Linked DNA regions of Arachis hypogaea: region 1 is linked to region 2. Evidence: chromatin contacts called from public Hi-C data. All regions are on one chromosome and are shown on one strand. Each heading gives the region's core, a stretch centred on a gene start, on an enhancer-like site or on the middle of the called end of the contact. The rest is flanking DNA. Distances are from core to core; before and after follow the strand shown. Region 1 holds the start of LOC112720121 (cellulose synthase-like protein E1). Region 2 has its middle 11 kb from the start of LOC112720120.

The links. Hi-C and Micro-C count contacts between places; a contact is called where the count stands out from the background.
Region 1: a Hi-C map of an unstated tissue shows a contact between it and region 2, with 7 times the contacts expected there. The contact joins the promoter of LOC112720121 here to the enhancer-like site in region 2. A contact is called at or near these places in 3 of 8 Hi-C or Micro-C datasets (leaf and an unstated tissue).

What each region holds. Positions count from the first base shown.
Region 1 is chr11:7,999,697-8,006,786 of arahy.Tifrunner.gnm2.J5K5, reverse strand. It overlaps LOC112720121 (cellulose synthase-like protein E1), which reads right to left and starts at 4,748. Exons shown (of 8, transcript XM_025770945.2): 1 at 4,396-4,748; 2 at 3,310-3,649; 3 at 2,063-2,203; 4 at 1,837-1,971; 5 at 997-1,209; 6 at 348-581. The coding sequence starts at 4,676.
Region 2 is chr11:7,901,983-7,908,762 of arahy.Tifrunner.gnm2.J5K5, reverse strand. No RefSeq gene overlaps it. Among protein-coding and RNA genes, the nearest start is that of LOC112720120, 11 kb to the right of the region's middle. Within about 2 kb of position 3,597, at least 2 of the 3 cell types and tissues checked have open chromatin away from gene starts, as enhancers often do.

The DNA.
Region 1 (7,090 bases), core at 3,499-5,998, 97 kb before region 2:
TGGCTAATTTTTAAAAAAATTTAGAACAAATTCATCAATAATTTTATAAGAGCAACTATCAATATAATATAAATAAATTAGAGATAGTTATCATGTATTATTACTCAATTAGTCTTAAATTTTTTAAAAATTTAGCTGTTAATAATATATTTAATACAAATAAAAAAATTTTAGAATACAATTAAAACAAAATAAAATTTATAAATATTTTAAAAACTTGTAACAAATTTTAAGAACAAAAACCGTAATTTACCTTATATTTTATAATGTAAGAAAATAGTTAAACTCTTAAAACTAAGGGCAAACTAATCATATGAAAGTTTAAAACAAAAACTTATATATGATACCTCTTTCCCCCATAATGTGTTTTCCTCATAGGTACAACTTGCGAGGACCTTTGATCTTTCTTCCAATTCTTCCAAGTTTTCTTCTAGACTTTGATCATTTTCATTTTTAGTCCAATCATTAATCCTGTTTTGGCCATTATTAAACTTCATTCCACAAAGTGTATCTCTCCTATGAAAGCAACCAGTCCCTATATACAAAGGGCCACCAAGACCATCTGCACCATGGAACTCTACCTTCATAATCATAAAAGATAATACATTATTATATAATTAAATTTTAATATTATACAAAACTCAGACAACATAATAATAAGTAACTATTATATATATATATTTTAATACTACATTGTTAATTACTTGAACTATAAGAAAACAGTTATACATACTTCTGTGTTGAATAGAATTTTGTATTTTTTAACAAAATTCTCTAATAAATCTTGCTGGCATGTGTTTTAAGAATACATTTTAATAATATTATAAAAAATATCTTATTAAAAAATATTTTCTTTTACATTTCTAATACATTAAAAAATATATGAAAATTTTGAAATTTTTTATTATTATACTCTTAAAATATGTTCTTAAAACATAAAATAACTAAATTCTTATTTAATTTGTTTAATTTCAAATTTAAAAAATATTAACACACCTGGCTAATTGTTATTAGACTACTCCCATATAAATCATTCTTGGTGACATTCTCAAAATTCTGTGGAAATTGCACAAAAGCAATTTCATGGCCTTTTTCTTCATCCATGAAAAAACACAAAGCATCTCTCACCGATTCTGAATTGTTTGAGTACATATCACAGTCAACATTCAGAATTATTTTCCCGTTGCTAATAGAAGAAGACACCCTTAACTGCATTTAATTAGAACCAATCAAAGAATTAACTTAAAATGGGAAATTTAAACACATATCTAGAGTGCAAAATTGAGGAGGAATAATCATATGAATAACCAAATTAATTAATTAAAGATGTATATCCAGTCCATCCATTCAGACTTTGTTTAAAATAAAATTTAGATTTGGATTCTCTAAATTTTGAATTTTACTTTAGAGGAAAAAATATGATTTCCTACCATTTATTTCATAAGTGAGACCAAGAAAAAAGATGAAAGAGAAATCATTTAAGAGTGAGAGATTACACTTTACCTTCTAAAGTGAAAATTCAAAATTTAAAAAATCCAAATTCATAATATTTATCAAAAAAGAGTAAAATGACAAAAAAACATTTGAGGATTTACACTTCAAATAGATTAGTTCCTAAAAAAAATATCAATAAAATCCTATAAGATAACAGATGTGAACACAATACCTTTAAATTAGTCCTTATAATTAAAGTAAAAGATCTAAATTTAAATTAACTTGTCCACATTTATTATTTTAAAAAACTTTATTGATTTTTTTTTTGAGAATTAATTTGTTCAAAATATAAATTTTTAAGAATTTATTCGTCACTTTCCTCTTAAAAAAAAATATGAATACCAGTGAATTCATAGCTCCAGCTTTAAAGTTGTGGGAATGTTGGGGTCTCTTCTCCCTAGCCAAATACACCAAAGTTGGTAGAACAATCCCATCTATGTCCTTCGAATTATTTGGGTCCTTTTTATCAAGTATTATCTAAAGAAAAAAAATATAAAATTATCATAAGATTAAATAAGCTCATATATATGATGCATTGATGCCTAAGAAAAACAAGCAATATTATTACTTGAAGAATTGTGTCATGGTCACGTTTAGAAGAATATGAATCCCATTGAGAAAATCCTTTGTGCTTTAAACGTGCTTCTTTGGGTACTTCACCCATCTTCGTCGAGTCCTCAATTCTCTTTTCCATTTCGTCGTATAATTTCTACAACATGGAACAATTTCAATGTCCCAATGCAAGGTGTGGAACCACAAAACTGTGATTATTGTACATAATATAATATTATGTCCCTAGAAAAAAAAATAACAAATTTTTATATATATCTTGACCAATATTTGGATAGAAAAATATGATATCATATTATGGATGAATATTTTTACTAATAATTTAAATTGTTAAATAACAACACATACAGATACATACTTATTCTATATCTCTAACAATATACATTTTTTTAAAATTGATAATATATACATCATATCCACCATCTACTTCTAGAATGACTTTATATAAAAGATCACTGATTTTACAATTTAATTTTTTATATAGCTAAAAAAAATGGTAAGAACAGAACTATTCAAAATTTGGTCTTTTTCAAAAGAAACAAAAACTGAACTATTCAAAATTTGTAAAAAAGTTTATTTTCATAAAAGAAAAATTGCCAAAAAAAAAAATTGAAACTAACCCACTCTAGTAAATGTTTCAACCCATTTTAGAAATAAGACTACCCTTATGACATATAATAATGAGTAATGTTGAATGAGTAATAAAATTTATTATTTTTAATTTGGCCAAATAAAATATATTTATATTAAATTTTAAATACTAAATTTTAATAATATAAAAATAAAGAATTAGTACCTAACGTTTATTTATAATTATTTAAACAAAAAAGTAAACGGTAGGTTGCTTACCTACCAAAAGAATAACACTAACAATAATAATACATCAAACATTAAAACCAAACAATCAACCTAAACAAAAAACAAACAACAATCAACCTAATTTACTCTAAATTTACCTTATTTAATATTTATTTATTAAAAAGTATATTAAATAAAATTAAAAATAATAAATTTTAACAATTTTATGCTAATATCTTTTTGTTATCAAATATTTTATTAGAGATATAACCATTTATATTACATTCTACTATAAACTTAAATTTTTAGAATGAGTGATTTCATGATATAATATCAAAACTCTATATCCGAACCATTAATATTACTTTCTCTTATCAATTTAAACTTTTGTTATGACACATTTTTGTAAAACAAAAATTGATTGGTTACTCTAATTTAACATATTACCTTTATAGCCGCCAACTCTATATTGTGAGTGTGATCATCATATTGATTATTTTGGTGTGCCATTGAGAAAATGTTATTAAAATAAGCCGCCGGAGACCTTGGTTCAACATTGAACTTTTTGCAAAATGGCAACCAATGCTTAGCAAAATTAGATGCCTCTAAGAGAGCATAGAAAGTAATATCTGAAGCGCCATCATCAGAGAGATAGACACTAAGCTTATGAGTTGGATAGTCATAAGCCATTACAGAGAGAACTGTGTTAATCACCATCATTGCTGGTTCTATTTCTGGATCTGCCGTACACACATATATGTCCACTCCTGGCAACTTGTCCTCATATCTGTTCATATAAAACCAATTCACGCATTTAATTAATTTTTTTCTGTCTTTAGGATAAAAAAATGTAGGATAATTTTAGTGAAATACATAAATAGATATTTATGTGCATTGCTCACGTTTGAAAAAAGGAAAATAAAAAAAAAAATTCCTATATGAATTGGAAGTGAATTGAAAATTTTAAATTATAAATTCTAAAATAAAAATAACTAATATTAATTAATTAAAAATTGATTCATTATACTTTTTTATTAAATTAAAAATGACAATATATGTTCTAATTTCACAATTTTTTTTTATCAAAGATAGGAGAAACCTCTTAATTGAATATGGGGAGACTATACCATTTGAACTATTACTCATTGGCTTCTAATTTCACAATCTTAATTGAAAAAAATGAAAGAAAAAAATAAGATTAATTCTATATATAATACTTATTACTTAGTGTCTAATTTTTATTTAATTTATTTTTTATAAAAATTTTAGGAAAAAAACTCTAAACAGTCCCTGATAATTACCTCGAAAAACAACGAGGCTCTTAACAAAAAAAACTCAATCTGACGCTGAACTTTTTTTTTTGTGGGACTCGTAGTCATTTCAAAATAATTGTCAGGAGTCGGATAGGTATTCACTCAAAATTTTAAATATTTAAAATTGTATTTTTAAATTAAATATTAAATTTTAAACATTTTTAGCAAGTAATAATAATCAGCAGAAAATAATTAGTATATGATAATAGAGTGGTGTGACCTTTGAGAGAGGGTGTCCTTGAAAGTGTGCCTGAAGACAAGGTTCCATCGGAGTGCTTGAGTGAGAAGCCAATAAAGACCAAACCATAACTCTGCACCAAACATACCAAGCCATACCCAGATGTTGCCATCTTCAACCTTTGAAGGTATGTGGGTGAGTCTATAAACCCAAATGAAGAATATGGCCACAAATAATGAGATTGCAAAGGGCCTATAGATCACTCTCCCTCTTCCTTTATTTGTCTCGAACAATGGAGAGTACCCCATACCTACTGCTCCCATTTTTTCTTCTTTGGTATGCGCAACTTGATTGTTATTATTGTGCTTTCAATTTGCTACCCAATTATTTATAGTACGACATTTAACAGGTTCCAAGTTCCAACGTCTTTTATTACTTTTTAGGTTTGGTATTTTTTTTTTTTATTATATCCGAGTTATAACTATCGAATTACTCTTTTGATTTTAGAATAAAGTCATAATTAGGTCTTTAAAAATTTTGATTTTAGATTAATTAATTTATAAAAAAATATTAATTTAATTTTTTAAAATAACAAATCATAGATATACCGTATATGTGTTGTTTTTCTATTAGTTCACCATATAAAATTTAAAGTGGTATTTATATATATACGGTTATTTATTATGATGTGTTTATTTATAAAAAATTATTATATAAATAATAATTTTTGAAATAAAATTTTACTTATTTTAATAGGATTCATAATAGATAAAAAGTAATTGATAAATGTTATATATGAAAATTTAAAAAATGATAAATATTTTATGATATAAAATTATATTGTTTCTAAGTTCACATAACAATAAAAAACACATACCACTATAGATAATTCTATTTTATTTCATATTATTCATTGACAAAATAACATACATGTTCACTATTTATTATCGTGGAAGATCTAATTAATATTTTTTTTATGATTAATTAGTTCAAGATCGAAATTCTCACAAATCTAATTATCACTTTATTCTTGATTTTAAAATAAGAATTTTTAGCATTTTGTTAACAAGCAATTTAAACTATAATATTATTAAGAATATAAAGGAGAAAGAATCCAAAAATTTAAATTATTCTATCCGTCTTTATAATTAAGTATTTAAGTATTTATATTTTAAAAATTTTTAATTAAATTTTTACACGAATTTTAAATTTGTAATTTTAGATTTTTTTTAATAGTAAACATTACCAAAATATTTTCATCCATCCCACACTACTAATAAATATGCTTCAATATTTTCTTAAGTTAAATTAAATATTTTTAAAATAGAAAGGATGTTATTATAAATTTAAAATAGTGTAATAATTCAATTAAAAATTTTTCAAGTGTACAAATTCAATTATAAATCGAAATGATAGAGACTAACAAAATAATTTAACTAAAAATAGAGTTTAAAATGATATTAAATGTATAAAAATTTACTTATCTATAAAATATTTGTACCTTTATATTTTTAAAAATATCTTTATGACCGTTATTATAATAATAATAATAATAATACAGTAAATTTTGAGGTCTAAATTGAATTAATTAAAAATTTATTGACCAATTTAAAACTCAAATGAAAAGTAAAGATCAGTTTATTTCTTTATTCTATAAATTTTAAAAATAATTATTTAATTATTAAAATCAAATTAAAGACCATATTAGAAAGATTGCTTAATATAATCTTGATATTAGAAATTAATAACTATTTTGAAATATTCTATTTAATTTTTTCTAAAATAACATTAATTTATTCTTTATGATATGTCAACTTTTATTTAGATGTTATATTAATTTGAGTAAAGTATCGTTTTTGTCCCAAATGTTTGGGGTAAGTCCTAAAGTTATCCCTAACATTTCAATCGTCCTGTTTAAATCCCTAACGTTTCAAAATTGACTCAATGTTGTCCTGCCGTTAGGGATCTGTTAACAGAATTTACGGCGGGACAAAATTGAGACGATTTTGAAACATTAGGGACTTAAATAGGACGAAAACATTGGGGACAAAAATGATACTTCAATAATATCAATTTTTTACTATACATAGTATTTAATTATATTTTAATCACATCTATGTAAATTACACTTAATCATATTACTTTTATTTTAAATAAATTAATTTTTTTTTAATTTTACTCTTAAAGACTTTTAATTATCATGAAATGTTTGTAGAATGACTAGTATATAAACTTGCAGAAAAGAAAAAAAATAATATATATACAATAAAATATAAATTATATCTTTTGTCTCTAATGTATCAAAATTCTTTAAAATTATAAAAAAATTAATTTATTTAAAATGAAAGTAATGTGATTAAATGTAATTTATTTAGATGTAATTAAAAAATAATTGAATACTATGTACAGTAAAAAAATAATATTATTAAAAGATAAAATTAAATTAAAATTTATTTTTATGTATCGTTTTTGTTCCTAACGTTTTCGTCCCATTTAAGTCACTAACGTTTCAAAATCTTCTCAATTTTGTCCCGCCGTCAATTCTGTTAACGGATCCCTAACAGCAGAACAACATTGAGTCAATTTTGAAACGTTAGGACAACTTTGAAACTTACCCCAAACGTTGGGGATAAAAACGATACTTTACTCTATTAATTTAATAACTAATTATACTTATAACTTGAGTTACTTTAATTTAATTAAAGCACGGTTAATATTTTAACCATAATAAAACTAT
Region 2 (6,780 bases), core at 2,348-4,847:
AATGTCTTTAAATACAAATTCTCCTCTTATTTTTTCAGATGTAATATTGTCTATAAAACATTTAAATTCATCTGCAAAATTTGTTATATATCCTTCTATTATATACATATTTTTCTCTATTTTATATGTCACACACCGTCATTACACCCACTTTTTTCCTTCTCTAACATCAATATTAACAATCTTACGTAATCTATCCTTTTTTCTTCTCACATTTCATTGTGAAACTAGATTTCTAATTAGTTCCCAAGCACAATTTTAAAGTAGTAACTTATTTTCAAAAATCATTTCATTTCTACCCCTCCAAACAGTCTATATAATACTAAAGAAATAAATTATATATTCAGCCCTTTTTTATCTATTTTGGACATACATTGATCTATCCATCCCTCAAACCAAGTTCTAATGTCCTAAGATCCCACCGGACACATATTTTTTCAACATAAAGTCATCCACCACAGCTTAGATATATACTTACAATGTAGAAAAATATGGCTCACTGTCTCTGGTTCATCACCACAAAGTACACAAATATCTTGACTTTGATTTATGATCCTCCTCCTCATGAGCACATCTTTAGTGTTCAGCGCTTCCAAGATCACAAACCATGTTAGCATTTCTTCTCTTAGTAGAACAACACCTTACCAAACATAATCAAAAATATGTTTCATCTTCCGCTCTTTGTATGTCTTTCTCATGACACTGGTCATAAAACTCTCTGTTGTGTATTTCTTATCTTCTTCAAATGTCCACACCAAGCTATCCCTATAACCTGCACAAAGAGACACTTTTCAACAAATATTGTAATTCTGTTAGTTGTATTTTTTCTCTCTCAAAAAATTTTCTTTGTCATTGGAGGTTTCAAACTCAAAATGTTTCCATCCACACACCATAATCATAGATGTAATAATTTTTTCAAATTTGACACACTGAACCGTCTAAGAAATCTTGCCTGTAATACTATATCTCCCATCCATACATCCATCTAGAATTTGATCCTCTAAAAAACCTATACTTATTTCATGAAAAACGTCACTTTTATATGCAATGTTAATAATATTCTTCCATGGTCCTGTCGCACCTTTATAATCATGCTCAGGCACATGCGAATTCATCTCAACATCATAACACGAACCTACCACCTTCTTTCACAAGGGCTCATTCTCGTAAGAAAATCTCTATCACTATTTAAACAACATAGCTGCATTTTGCATTACTAAATCCCCAATGCCCAAGCCACCGTGATCTCTTGGTTGTTGTATTGTACTCGATTTCATTGTCGGTACCACTTTTTTAACATCCTTGCTCCTCCCAAAGAATCTAGATTGCATTGATATTATCTTCTCCACTCCACTTTCTTTGGACTTAATTATAACTACCCCTCACTTTCTTATCACCCTTTTTCACTTGCTTTACACGATAACTAATCCAAGCCATCATATTTTTGGATAGTGTTGTATTTTAGGTTGGCTCGTTACTTCAAAATTAGTCTTGGCCACCCTTCAACCCCAAAGCCATGTGACAGAGCTATCGAATATCCGTACCAGATATTTTAGAGCATAACGGTTACAAGGCTCCCACAAATCTAAGGGAGAGTGGATTGTCCACTATCAGGACTGACCCACAAGACGACATCTGATATATAAGGGAAGTGACCAACCTCTCCAAAAGTAACATCTTTATCCTAACACTTTTTATACTATTAAACACCTACTAACTTGAGCGTCAGAATGGCCTCACAGTCCTCGGATTTTCCTACGCACTCGACCCGAGCAGGTAACGACTTAACATGATGTTGTTCATTGATTTTAAACCATTCTCCCACTTTTATATTTCAAATATATAGAGCTTGACTTGATACTAATCACCTATGAGAAGCTTTAGTCTTTTAAGAACAAATTTAAATTCCAAGATAGATGAGATGGAGGTGAGAGTAAATCGGTAGAGGTAAGGATGTTAAAAATCAAATAAAAGCAAAAAAAAAAAATTGATAAATTGAACTAAAAAAAGAACAAAAATCAAATAAATCGAGAACAAAGGAAATGAAAATTTGAGATTTTGTTACTTTATTTTATCTGTTCAGTGTGATTTTCGATTCTAAAATTAAAAACATCAACTAAACTAAATCGATAATATAAGTAAAACCAAAAGATATCCTTATATCTAAACTAACTCTACCCCTGCTAGCATGAATTGAGCCCCACTTTGGTACTTAAAATTGGCAAGTTACACTGCTTTAGTCCCTGACCTTTTAATTGCTACAATTTGGTCCTCAAGGTTAAAAAAAGTGCACCAATATAATTCCTCATATATTTTAAGTTGTCGGAGCTCAACGCCGTTATTGAAATGGCTTAAGCTTTGCCACGCTTGATATATTAAAATGACGTTGTACGCGTTTTGGTGCTAAAAAAAGACACTAAATAACATCGTTTGAGGATTTAAACAATTAGTATTGTTCAAAAGGGAGGATGTAACATTTTAGTATTGTTTAAATTCTCAAACAATATTGTTTAGTATCTTCTTTAGCGCCAAAACGTGTACAACATTATTTTAATATGTTTAATGTGACAAGGCTTGAACCACGTCACTAACAACATTAAACTCCCACAACAGAAAATACACAAAAAAAAAATTATATTAGTGCACTTTTTTTAATCTAAACTACTAAATTATAATAATTAAAAAATTAAATACTAAATCAATACAACTCGTCAATTTTAAACATTAAAATAGAACTGACTTAACTCCGCCAATAATAACACACCCACCCAGCCTTTCACATTCTCACTCCCCCAACCCGCCCTTCACATTCTCACTCCCGCAGCAAAGTACACACTACATAGCCTTGTGCAATGATCATGGATTGCGATGCATTGGTATACGTTTGTCTTTTTTTTTTTTAAAATAATCATAACATGCTAAATTACATTTGTTATTTAGAATAATTTTAAGTTATAAATTATTAAATTTTACAAAAATGTTTTTTTTTATTTAGAATATTTTTCATTACTAAAGTTCAATATGCGGAACATTGAATTGTAGAGTTGTAGGCATTTTCATCTTATTTTTTATTTATTTTTTTTAAACTCAGGTTAAGCAGAAAAATTTGATTTTAAGTTAAAAAAAAGTGGATACTACAATGAAGATAGCAAAAATATTTTTTCATAAAGATGCTTTGGTTAAAAGTGTGGTTTATTTATTTAGCCACATTTTAAACAAAAACAACACTTTTATAAATATCAAAATCTAACTATACAATCTATCATCCAAGGATTAAAAAGAAATATATTCACATGAGGACAATTATAAAATCTTCATTGTAGTATCCATAAAAAAAAACTTTGTTCTACTCGAATTTCAGTTTATAAAATTTCAATGTAAGTTAGGTGAGGTGCATTTTTGGTACCACATTTTTAGGCGAGATGGGCATGCCCGTTTGCCGCCACCAGATGATTGTAATGTCTTTAAGAACGTATAGGGTTTTTACCTTTTACCAATCTTTTTTTGGATTTACCAAATTTATTATGGGCTTATGTTTGTTGAAGCCCATTAGAAAGGAGGTTCTCCAGTTTTTTTCTCGGTTTTTGCTTTATGGAGCTTTTCTTTGTCTGGGAAAAGAGGTATAAATTCGGAGACCTTTCAAAAAAAAAAAAAAACAGAGTAACCCTTATATTATTAAAAGAAACCAGTTAACCGGGGAAAAAAAAAAAAATCAATATATTTATATGAAATTATAAACAAAAACCTATTTTTTAATAAGAAAAATAAGTATATAACCATATGTTTAATTTTTCTTCTGTTCTGTTTGTATCTATTAGGGTATATTGTTACTGCAACAGTTACATTAATATCCCCACTTATATATCACTATATAGTCTTAAATGGATTTGAATTTGTCAAGTAATTAACTCACTTATACTATTAAATAAGTAGTGAAGATTTAAAATTTTTTTTATACATGTAACAATCCATTAATCACTAACGAACTCTTACTACAATATCTAAACTACTATAATCACTATTTTTGGATATTGTCTAAAGTACCCCTTATCATATTGATTTATTTTTATCATTCTTTTTGTCACTATTCAATTTTAAATATCTTGATCCTCATGAACTCATCTATGAATCCATAACTTAAACCAATTAGTTCAACAGAAAAGTGATTGTACTCATCCCAATGGATCACTACTTTTACCTATCATAATGACCCGAAAGAACGCCACCACTAACACTACTATATTATCATGACCTCATCACCATAATTGCTTGAATGCTTGCTACCAATTTGACTATTCATGGTGGAACCATTTTCCCCTGATTTTAGGTTTCTTGATGTACGGTTTTTGAAATTCACATGTCGGTCTTAAATTAAATCCTTGTGGTGATAGTTATACCAACTCATTTAAAATTTTATGTACCGTACAAATAAGAATATTTGTTAAGAACGTTTTCTAAAAGAATATGGTAAATTGTATTTACTCGAGGGCTTTTTAGAAATTATATTGTGCTTACTAACTAATTTGTAACTTTTTAAGTCTTGTTGGATATAGGTTTGCTAATAGTGAGTTTTTTATTTTTAATATTGGGGCTAGGTTGGTATAATTCACTGAAATGTCTAAAAATATGTGTTTAATGTCGTTGTGGGGATTACTAACTGCTACAGAAAAATATCACTGTCGTTTTCTCAACCACGCCACTTTCGTCTTCAACAAAACATCGGCGACGTTTTGCACAAAACGTCAGTGACGTTTTGTGTGTGCATGGTTAACACGTGGATGAAAAGTTCTCCTTCATTCTATTGTGAAGATTTTTAACTTTAGTAACTCCTTCTCTTTCCCATTTCTTCGTCTTCTCTTCTCAGTTCCATTCAAAACGGCTCGCCTCCATCCTTATCAATCTTACCCCACCAAAAATAAAGAAACTCACAAAGCAAAACGGCAGCACTCATACTGAGGATCAGTCACCACAACTAAACCAAAGTCATTCAGGTAAATGATTTAGTAATTGAAATTTTTTTTTTGAACTGAAAGTATGAACAAAAATTGTTAAAAAATAGACTAAGATTTTGTAATTTTTTAGGTTATTTTACTATTAATTAATAGTAAGTTAATTAATTGTTAGTAGTAGTAGTATGGCATTAGTATAGGACTATAGGTGTTAGTTAGTGTTAGGATAATTAATTATGGAAAAGTATAGATAATCAACAATATTTTTGAATAATGTGTGAACAATGTGAATTAATAGGGTTAAAAGAGTATATTAATTTTAAATTTAATTTATAGCATTAAATTAGGGTGTAGTGCATTCTTATTTGATTGGTGGTTATTCATATTATTTAAGATCATCATTGTTTACATAGCACTCCTCATTAATTATTATTAGTGACTTAGTTACTGTTAACGTTAGGTTAGGTTAGTGTTATTTAAAATTTGAAATAGCTGTTTTGAAAAACAGAATTACTTATGTATTAATAATTGATTATTATTGATATATGTTTGGTCTTTTTTTTTCTAAGAAATTTTTTTACTTTATAATTGATTTATAACTTTATTAATTTAAAAAACAGAATTAAAAAAAAATAGTTAATAATTTTCAGAAATTTTTTTAACTTACCTAAAATATTAGTTTCAGTAATTATTAATTTATATTTTAGTTTTGCTTAAAATATTTAATTAAATATGAATTATTATAAAAAATATTTAAAGTATAATTATTTAAAAAATTATTTTAATTTTTTAAATTTACATAAAACATTAGTTTCAATTATTATTAATTCATGCTTTTAGTGATGTTTGTTTAGTTTTGGTTGAAATATCTTTTAGTTAAATTTGAACTATTATTAGAAAATAGAATTAATTATATAGTTACGTTACTTTTATTACTATTAATTTTTAGAATAGATTTAATCTTGGTTTTATTTTGGAATGTGTTTTTAATATAAAAAATAGAATTATTAAAGATATATTAATAATAAATTTTCATTCATTTCAAATTTTTTTAAAAAAAATATTTTAATTATTCAAATATGTTCTTTCTAATGCAGAGTTTGAAAAAGAGGAAGATAGAAAAACGTGACATCATACATGCTGAAGATCATATTATAAAATATCTTTGACATCCTGTATATGTAAGTAATTTTTATGTTTATTGTAGTAGTTAATAATTAGTAGTTTATTTAGTAATAATCAATTATTAGAATATTTTGTGATTTAGTAAGTGTTGAATATAATAATAGTCATGAACTGGTTATAGTAATTTACTATTAATGATTAATTTTTGTTTTCAGGGTTCAAGAAATTTGCACATGAGACACTTACACGAAATAGACTCATATAATAATAGAGTGGAAGAACAATTGAGGGCGAGCGGGTTCTATTATGTTTCTCAAATTGGGAGGATCGTGTCTCATAGGCCGACTGTAGATGCACTGATTGAAAGGTGGCGTCTGAAAACGCACACGTTTCATTTTTCATATGGTGAGTGCACGATCATTTTGGAGGACGTCGCAATGATTCTTGGACTCAAACTGATGGTTTGTCGGTGATTGGATCAACCGATCATAGTACAAGTGGGTTAGAAAACGAGTGCTTGGCCCAATTTGGTGTTGTTCCTGGGCCGAACCACCACAAAGGAAGCGGAATCAAGCTGGCATGGTTCCGCACCTTAAAGCGGCGCCAACATTTGACTGATCAAGTAAGTAAGGAAATTTATGTGAAATGTCACATAATGTGTCTATTTGGTACGACGTTATTTAGTGACAAGCCTGGAATTTCTGTG